2 separate regions of the Mus musculus genome follow, and region 1 is linked to region 2. Evidence: chromatin contacts called from public promoter capture Hi-C data. All regions are on one chromosome and are shown on one strand. The core of a region is the stretch at or near the end of the contact, and the rest is flanking DNA. Distances in the headings are between cores, read along the strand shown.

The links. Promoter capture Hi-C pulls out the DNA fragments that hold promoters and counts their contacts.
Region 1: a promoter capture Hi-C map of embryonic stem cells shows a contact between it and region 2, with 4 times the contacts expected there. The contact joins the promoter of Large2 here to the promoter of C1qtnf4 in region 2. A contact is called at or near these places in 3 of 39 promoter capture datasets (embryonic stem cells, liver and neutrophils).

What each region holds. Positions count from the first base shown.
Region 1 is chr2:92,369,032-92,373,759 of GRCm38.p6, forward strand. It overlaps Large2 (LARGE xylosyl- and glucuronyltransferase 2), which reads right to left and starts at 2,026. Exons shown (of 15, transcript NM_172670.3): 1 at 1,950-2,026; 2 at 1,708-1,862; 3 at 1,535-1,632; 4 at 1,146-1,228; 5 at 829-952; 6 at 459-630; 7 at 237-341. The coding sequence starts at 1,807.
Region 2 is chr2:90,882,894-90,887,736 of GRCm38.p6, forward strand. C1qtnf4 (C1q and tumor necrosis factor related protein 4) reads left to right here and starts at 2,893. Exons shown (of 2, transcript NM_026161.3): 1 at 2,893-3,110.

The DNA of each region.
Region 1 (4,728 bases), core at 776-3,275, 1.5 Mb after region 2:
GTCAGGGTTATCTCAACTCTTCCCATTATGTGGATGGGAAAACAGAGTCTCAAAGGGAACAAAGAGCTGGCACCACCATTTGGTACAAACACAAAAGTTAGGTGAGTTCTCTTTACCCACGGTCTGGTCCAAAGCACTGGCAGAGCTCTTTTGGGAGGGCTTCCTAGCATTCTGTGCCCACCCCACCCCTGAGGCCCACAGCCCACCCAATCCTGCCTCCCTCACCACTGTCCCACCTGTGTTAAATCCCCTGCCCAAGGCAGGCCAGGGCCTATGGTTCTTCCAGAGGTTGCCCAGGTACCAGTCGCTCTGGTTCTCCACGAGACCGACCACCTGCTTGTCTGGGAGGGGAGGGTGGAAGGGAGCTGCCTGGGGATGTGGGCTCTGGGCTTATCCAGAGCAGTGGCCTGGGGAAGCTGGGGAAGGGGCAGGCTAGGGCAAGGTTGCAGGTGTCTCACCAGAAAAATGATCAAAGAGTGCCCAGAGCTCCACAATGTCAGAGGAGAAAGTGACGTCGGTATCCAGGACGATGACTCGGGCCAGGCTGGGAGGCAGGATGCTGGGAAGTACTAGCTTCATTAGCCCATAGAGGCCAGAGTAGTGTTTGTTGGGGATCCAGGAGACCAGGGGCTGTCCGGAGGGGGCGGGGGTAGAGATAACATAGCAAGTGGCACAGCAGGACGTAGCCATCGCCCCCCCCCCCCCAAAGGATGAAAGATTTCAGCTCCAGGAGGTCTAGTAGGACAGAGTTTTTCCTCTCCCACCACCCACTGCTGAAAGGAAGAAGAAGGTGGGCCTAGCTGAGCACGAGCGCAGAGTTCTTCCTGCCTTGAGTTCTTCCGCATCATAGAAGCTGACCACCACCGCTGGCACCATCCATGTTCGGAAGAGTGTCTCCAGGATGTTTCTGGCTACGGCATCAGTTATCAGGTGGAGGTGCAGCGGATTTTTCCTTTTGGGTGGAGAAAGTTAGCCTAACATGGCTGTGCGGGAACAATACAGGATTCTCCCCACGGGAGGAAGCCCTGTCTGCTACAAGGAGCTCTTGGGAATGTTCTGGTGGCCCCCTTCATAAGAAAGGAAACTCAGAACAGTGGGGCTTTGTTACGGGCAGGTTTTTGACCCTCATCCAGGCCTGTCTGTACCTGTAGAATAGCAGGGACTTCGTTAGGGTAATAATCTCTCGGCTGGAGTTGTATCCCGCACACACGATAGCCACATGCAACATCTGGGGAGGGGACACCTAGGTCAGCAGCGGCCCTCAACTTCTACTAGCTAGCTTAGCCATCCTGGTCTAGAACAGTGTAGCCCCACCTGGCATCCGAGCGGAGGTGGGGATGGGGAGAAGGGGTGCCTAGATGCAACGCCTCAATTTCATAAGTGAGGAATTAGAACAGGAGTGGGGGGCGTGCGTTGCAAGCGTCCTCTGGTATCCCAGCTGGGTAGCTACATGTCAGGTGCTGTGGTTCCCACAAATGCCCAGATGGTTGGACTGGCCAGGAACCTCGGGGATGGCAGCACTTGGCACAACTACCTCGCACTTGGGTGGCAGTAGAAGCTGCGGGCTGGAGGCGGAGAGGTTGCGACTCCTGTACGGGTCTTCATCGAGGGTAGCAGTTGTGCCCAGTCCATCTGAAAAGACACGTGGCGTGAGCAGGCAGCGGTCACACAGGGTCCCTTCTTCCCCTGCCCAGCTCCGGCGCTTACAATCCGGGTCCCGGCCGAACAGGAAGAAGCCAACCACTAGCAACAGCAGCAGCAGCAGCACGGCGGCCCCCATTGCCCGGGGGCGACCTCGGGGCAGCATGACTGTGGGACTCAGGGCGGGGCGCGACCCCGGGCTGCGGGCTCCATCACCGACCCTGCGGACCAAGGACCATAGCAAGATGAGCACTGGACCGCGGGGCCCGACGGCTACTCGCCCTGCTGTGCGCAGCAGCTGGCCTCACCTGCTCCAGTGGCTCCGGGAAGGCCCTGTTCCTCCTGCGACCGCCCTGCAGTCAGGTCCCGGTCAGAATCGCGAACTAGCCCCGCCCCCAACCTGGGCTCAGGTTTCACCTTTGCTTAGCTGAGCTGGAAGGGGCGGGGAGACCCCCGGCAGGGCCCCGCCCCTGCACCGCACGGTCTGGGAACCTTCAACCCCTTTTAGGGTGGTTTTGCACCATGGCACGGGGAGGGCTAAAGGCCTTGGGGACGGCTACCCAGGGTGGTCCTGTGCCCACTACCTGCACCCTCCTGGCTCTGGGACTCCATTCCTAAGGGGAGGAACGGATGACTCTCAAAGAATTGGCAAACACACCGCGGAAGTTTAGGAAGCTGAGGGTAGTGGGGATGGGATAGGAATGTCCGGCCCAGAGGTTAGGGACACCTGCTCAGTTCGACGACAGGAGGCTGGGCCTGCTGGGGCCACCTGTAGCCTGCAGGCGTCCTCCCTGGCCCTTAGCCCTACCCAGAAGCAGACTGGAAGATGCGGGCACTGTGCCCTTTTGAAGGCCACCTCCCCTCCTGCTGGCCAAGAGCCTCCTTGCCGCTGGGGCAGGGCCAGGCATCCCCCACTCTTGTCTAGAAAGCTGTGATTGTGCCGGGCTCCAAGGCCTGGATTTCTTCCTCCCTTTTCTCTCCACCCTTCAGCGGGCCTCCGGCACGCCTTTTGCCCTGTAGGGGTGCAGGGAGCTCTGGACTGTGAAGGAGACCCGCCACGGTCGGTTCAGCACAGACTGAATGCCAAGCCCTGAGCTAAGTGTTTGCCAAGTCTTTACTCAGGTAATCCTCACATCACCCGAAGGACACAAGATGAGATTGTCCCTGAAGAGTGAAAGGAACCTACCTATAGCCTTTGGCTACTTGCTAGGCAGGCAGCCTTTCACTGCTCCTGTAGGCTCCCAGCTGTGGCGGGTCTTCTACCTCAAGACCTGCCCCTGCCCTTCCTCCTGGAATGTAGTTTTCTCTACATCTCTTACTTATTTTCCCAGGTCCTCAAGGGAAGTTGAAGTTGCCTGTTTGTTCTGGGAGGTAGCCCCCACCTCCCACACCTCCACGCACATTCCAGGCATTCAATGTGTGTATGGAAACTGGGTGAGAACTTGGACCTGCCCTTTAAGGTAAGGGCCTCACCAGCAGCTCAAGCTGGGCCTTTTAGCGGGAAAGTCCAGTTGTATAAAGGGAGGCAGATCCATCAACAGTAGCCTGGGGCTGGCTCCCGTGATCGGAATGCCTTTCTCTGGGAGATGAGGATCAGCCTGTAGGTCTTTAGCGGTTGCTATGGAAACCGAAAGCCGCCTCTTGGACTTTTAGGAATTAAGAGAAAACCCTGGTGTGCAGGGCTTTGAGTCCCGGTGCTCCATTGTCATCCTCAGCCTGCTGTGCAGTTGGGATCTGGGTCAGGGGTGGATGAGAGTGGCCCTCAACCCAGAGCAATGGTTGTGGGAATCAAAATGTGAAGGAGCACGGAGGGTCACAGGCAGAGCCTAGACCAAGGTAATTTCATAAAGAGAGGTGAGCTGGTGGAGATACTAACTCTGTTGATCCCACTTGGGTCACTCATGTGGATCCTGTCGAAACTTCAGCACTGTGGGTGGGGTAGTGAGAGGGAAGGGCAGAAAAAATCTGCTGGACCTTCAAGAAGCCCTTTGGGAGTCTTCCAAGGAAAGGAAAGCCCAAGTGAGCCTAGTCCTTAGGAGCTGAGATCTCCCCCTCTCCTGCCAACCATTTGAGCCAGTTCTTTGCTTTGTGACCTTGGACCTGTCCCGAACCCTCTCTAGGATTCTGCCGTCCTCATCTGGGCCTGTCCAACTGGTCTTTCTTCTCCCCATGGTTTAGGACACACCGAAGGTGTGAGGATCCAGCACAATTTATCCCGAGGCCTTTGCAGCCCAGCCTTGCCACTAGGTCCAGGCAGGAATCCAAAAGGGAGGGGCCTCCTGCCTGCCCGCCAAGCCTGCGCACACCTCTGCTCTTTGTCTCTGGAGCCTAATCAGCCTCCAGATCTAGAAGAAGAAAAAAAAAAATCAGGCAGCTCTGTTGCTGCCAGCCTGGCTGGACCCAGTCCCCTCTCCTAGAGAGATGAGCTCTTCACTGTTGGGATATGGAGGGGAGGTGATGGACCACTCTGTCCTCCAGGGCCTCTTTCCTTCCCAGAACAAAAGACCATCTGATGAAATCTTGCACCTAAGTACTTGCCGGCATGCACACACAAGTACAAACACATACACCTTCACTTCAGTGGCAGCAGAGGGCTGGAGGAGTGGCCCAGAAGGCAGTAAACTCATTGACTTCCTGAGGCCAATTCCTAAGCCAAGCTTGCCTCATCGTGTCATGGGCTAGAGGACACTGCCAGAAGCCTTAAATAAGTGGTTGGGCCTCCTTGGGCTTCATCTGTGTAAGAATTCCCACCAATCGGACAGGGTTGACTATGACTTACTTTCTCATGGCTGTGACAAAAGAAACACCTGGCAGAGTAAGCTTAAGTGGGTATTTATTTTGGTTCACAGTTACAGGGTACAATGCATCCTAGCGGGGAAGCCGTAGTTTCCTAAGCCAGAGGCAGCTGGCCACATTGTAGCCACAGTCCGGAAACAACAGGAAGACAGCGCAGGTGCTCGGCTTGCTTTCTCTTTCCTTCAGCTCAGGACTCTAATCCAAGCGATAAGGATACAAACATCCAGACCGAGGCCCCTAGATTCAGTGTTTCTGGGAATACAACCATGGATGTGTTGCCATAAACTCGGA
Region 2 (4,843 bases), core at 1,643-4,142:
CCCAGTCTTGGCTCACCTGAGGGCTGACCCTGTGCCAAGAATTTGGGCTCCGAGGCTTGAGAGGTGATCCTGAGGTTAAAAACACACGTGCAGGGCTGGAGAGATGGCTCAGCGAGTAAGAGCACCGACTGCTCTTCCAAAGGTCCTGAGTTCAAATCCCGGCAACCACATGTTGGCTCACAACCATTCATAACAAGATCTGATGCCCTCTTCCGGAGTGTCTGAAGACAGCTGCAGTGTACTTACATATAATAAATAAATAAATATTAAAAACAAACAAACAAAACCCACACGTGCAGAGTTCAGTTCCCAGCACCCACTTGAGGCAGCTCCTGTAATTGTAATTTCAGCTCCAGAGAATCAGATACCCTCTTCTGACCTCTGTGGGTACCTTCATGCATGTATGATATGAAGCAGTGAATCCAGCCTATGTATGTATGTATACATACAGAGACTAATAACACTTCAACCTCCCTTTTAGCCCACAACCTACCAGAGGAAGGGGAAAGAAAGGTAAATAGGAAACGGGGGTTAGGGACTTGTTTAACAATAGTTCTTTGGGAGAGATTCCAATCTTCATTGTCAGCAAGCCAGTACACTAGCAACACACCAACCACGAATCAGCAGTGGCTCAATCCAGAAGAAACGTCAAGGCTCTGCCGTTGGGCACGAGTCCCATGAAGTGGCAACAAGCAGCTAGATCACCACCAGAAGTTCTTTAGTGCATTACTCTCTGAGAAGTCACAACAAATGAAGATCAGCAAAGAAAGCAAGGCGAACCAATGCCAGAGCCTCGTCTACTGTCTGTCGGGTTATACGTATACTCTTTCCAAACATCAGTGTTCTCTCAATCATTGCTCCAGAAAAACATCACATGACACAATAGAATCTTTAGAAATTTACACACACACACAGAGACAGAGAGAATGAGTGAATGAATTTAGGTTTGAATAGTTATTTAGGAGGTAATTCCAGGAAACAGGTGGGTCCTGAAAGGAAAGAAGGAAACTAAAGCATGCAGATGTTACTAAGTTGTCACTAAAGGTGTTTCTTTCTTTTAATTATTGTTTTATTTTATGTTCATTGGTGTTCTACCTGCTTGTAGTATGTGTGAGGGTGTCAGTTCCACTGAAACTAGAGTTATAGACAGATGTGACCTGCCATGTGGGTGCTGGGAATTGAACTCGGGTCCTTTGAAAGGGCAGCCAGTACTCCTGATCCCTGAACTATCTCTCCAGCCTCTAAAAGGGTTTCTTAATTCTCCTAGAACACATCTTGGAACTGGGTATAGGAAGTTCCTCCTGAGGAACCAGGAAGCTGCAGTATTCACTCCCAGCCCCTACCCTTCATTAGTTGAGGGTTGCTAGAGGGTTCTAGCTTTCCATTACTCTGGCCTTATTTAACTGCACAGCCAAGAATGCTCCAGGAGAGAGATGCAAATGGGAGTTGGGGCCAAAATGTGTGCAGGTAACATCCAGGCTAGGGAGGCATCCTGGGTGAGAGGGCACAGCACTGCCAGCACTTGCAGTTTGAACCAGGTAGGAGTAAGCAAAGACTACAACTTAGCCTGGGCCCTTTTCTCTGAGCCCTGATGATTCCTAACTTCCTATCTGGTATATCTGTGGCTCTTCCACTCCTAACTACCCCCACACCCACCAGCACCCCATCATGCCTTCCCTGGCCTCTCCCTTCCCAAGGCCCTGCTGGCTGCCATGTTATCTACCCATTACCAGCCCACCCTGATTCCTTTGTTGAGAGTTCTTCCATATTAAGTGTCAAATGTCTTCCAGCCCCAGTTGGGATTCAAATGTCCTGCCTCTCTCCCTCCCACACCTTCCTGCCCTGAATAAGAGGTCCAGTGCCTAAGGAGGACCACAGGTGTCACAGGATGGCTCCTGGCCTTTCCCTGTGGGACTCATCCCACCCTCAGTGCCCTGCCCATTGGAGTGCCCCCCTCCCCAGCTTTCAAGGAGAAGGAGACATTTGTGATCTGGCAAGGGCTAGGCAGGCACTTTGCCTTGTGCCTCCTTGTACCCAACAGCGTGGAGGAACTGCCCAAGCTCATCACTTCTCCATGGGTAATTTATACTCCAGTAACTGGGGCCAGGTATGTGGAGAATTCCAGAAGGAAAGCTCCTGAGGGCCAGGGCTTCTGCGAGCCTGTGAGGGTGAGGGGGGGCGTGGGGCGTGGAGGAGATGCTGATCTCAGCCCCTGAGGTGTTGTTGGACTCCTACGAGTGTGGGCATAGCTCCCCAGAAAGTCCATGCCCCACACGGGGACCTCCTATTGCCCTTCTCAACCTTTTCCGGAAAAGAAAAATTCAGTACGTCCCAAGGATCCTGCACCTTCTTTGTTCTTCTCAGAGGGTCTCAAGCTGATGTGCTGATGTCTGCAGCTTTGTCCTTCCTCCAGCCTTGCTAGCACACGCACGAGGTGCAGGGGGAGGGGCATTTGCAGACTCAGAAGTGAGGAAGGAAAAGTGGGGCATTTTCACCTCTTACTTTACTAAGGACATTGACCCATTTATCATTCTCTTCCCTCAGACCTTCCCCCCAAGGCCACTCAGCGTGGACATCTGTCCCATACAAAATCTCACCTCCTACTGTCCTTGCTTGCAGCACAGTCCATGCCTTGCCCGAGTCCTCTCTCCCCACACAAACCAGAAAGCTGGTCTGTAGGATGCCTTGGGCCACCCTAGGGTGGCCTCTCTAGCGGCCTCGGTTTCCCCACCTGCTAACTTGGATCAATGACGCCTGAGCGCGGCACCCGGTGGGTAACGCTCAGGATCCAGGAATGAGGAAGGGTCCCATGCTCAGCGCAGGCTCGGTGCGGTGCCCCAGGCCCAACTGCTCGGCGCCCCTCCCTCGTCCTCCGCTCTCCCCTCCGCCTCCCCTGCTCCCCGCCCTTGCGTTTCTCCGCTTCAGCTTCTGCTGTCCTTCCCACTTGCTCACGCCTCCCTTGCCGGGGTCCCCACTCGTCGCCGGCTAAACCCCCGCCACCCCTGGAGGCCCGGTCAAGCCGCAGCGCGGGCGACCAGTGTGTAGCCCGGCGTCCTCACCGAGCAGGATAGCCGGCTGGGACCGAAGCCGACCCGCCCGCCACCAGCCAGGTGAGGGCAGCCCGGAGGAGGCGGGGGCGCAGGCTTCTCTTCTATGCGAGCGGGGGCGGCGGGAGGCACGAGGGACCCGGTCCCTTTTCCTGGAAAGGAGGACCTGGGCGCTTTTTCATGAAAGAGGCTCAGGGGCTTTTACTTCAGAGGGAGGGGTGGAGGGCAGGGATAATGGAAAAGGGGCTTGCGGGGACCCCTTAATGGGGCATTTTTCCCCACGAGAAGGGACTTATTGACTGCTTCTGTAAAAGTGGGGCTCACATTCTTGGAAGGATGCGGACTTTCAAGGAAGATACAGGGGGGTTCTGGCACGGTTTGAAAGCAGTGTTAACTGGGATATGGGAACAAGGCGCTAGGGGCTTGGAGATGCCCTTAGTCTGACATCGCTGCACCTTCTCCATTGGTTCTATGGCTCTGGGTCTATCCAGCTCTGTCCCAGTTTTCCTCTTTGAAGATGACTATTTTTGAGCTTCACCTGGACAGAGCTTTGTGCAGCCATTTCCTTTCCTGGAGCTCTGAGACCCACCTGACGCCTTACCATCCTCCTCTGACCTGCTGGGGAATGGGATTGTTAGAGGAAAGGATCCAGGGTTCAGGGGCATGTGCAGTGGAGTACGGAAGGTAGGAAGGGTATTGGACACACAAGAACCTTTGGCACTGGTGGGTTCATCTGACTTAGAGGGGAGGTGGCAAAGGATAAGGTGGGCAGGAGCTTCGAGCGAAGACCTGCCAGGAAAGCTGCCGGGCAGAGGGAGAGCTCCCACCTCTCAGCAAACAAATGACAGAGGCTGTGCTTGCCTTTGTTTGCTTCCTCCTTCGCTCCCTTGTCTCTTCTGGTTTTGCAAAAGGGGTCACTGAGGCGGGAAACACATTGACCTTTGTGTAAGAGGGAGAGCTGGTAGAGAAGCGCACTGATTTGAAATGGAAAAAAAGAACAAACCCTCTGTTTAAGGCTAAGAGTTCAGTGGATGACCTTGAGCCAAAACGTGTACCCCTCGTTTAGGCACCAGATTTCTCATCCATAAAATGGAAGAGGGCTTATCTATATGTCCAAAAGAGCTTTGTATGAAGAAACAGAGTGGACCGGACACTTCTCAGGTGTAGTTCTCACTACTATGGATGGACCCTTTCCCTCCTCCCTACCCTCACCCCATAACCCATAGGACAGAGAGTCAGAAAAGTATGGAAGGAGTCAGCGTTCAGCTGGACTTGAGGTCTTTCTTGTGAGAATTATATGGCAGTGCAGTTTATTCTGACAGCTGGGCAGTGGACTGCAGGCGAACATCCAGGAGTGCGCCACAGCTGCACAGCTGGACCTGGCCGCTCTCAGCAGCCCCTCAACCCCCGGAATCTGCAAGAGACTCAAGGCTACACACACTTTCAGGGTACTTCCCAGAAAAGCTCTTGCCCCGAGTTGTCTGTCTCTAGCTTCCTGCCTGCCTGCCTCCACCTTGGAGTCCACGTTAAAGCATGACAGAATCCCAGCATTAGTGACTCCCAGGGACTGGATAATGCTTCCCCAAGCTCTCCATTTACTGAGGCTCTAACCTTGTCATGTCAAGAACCTGACCATATCGCTTTCCCCAGGGGTAAAGAACAGTCGCCTCTAGGTCTGTCCCAGTACCATGTCCCAGTACAGACCATGCTCACAATTGCTGTCTGGGTGGCGTATGCTTAGCACCAGTTTGTGTGGCCCTCCATTGTGCCATTTACACGGATGAAGCCTTACTCAG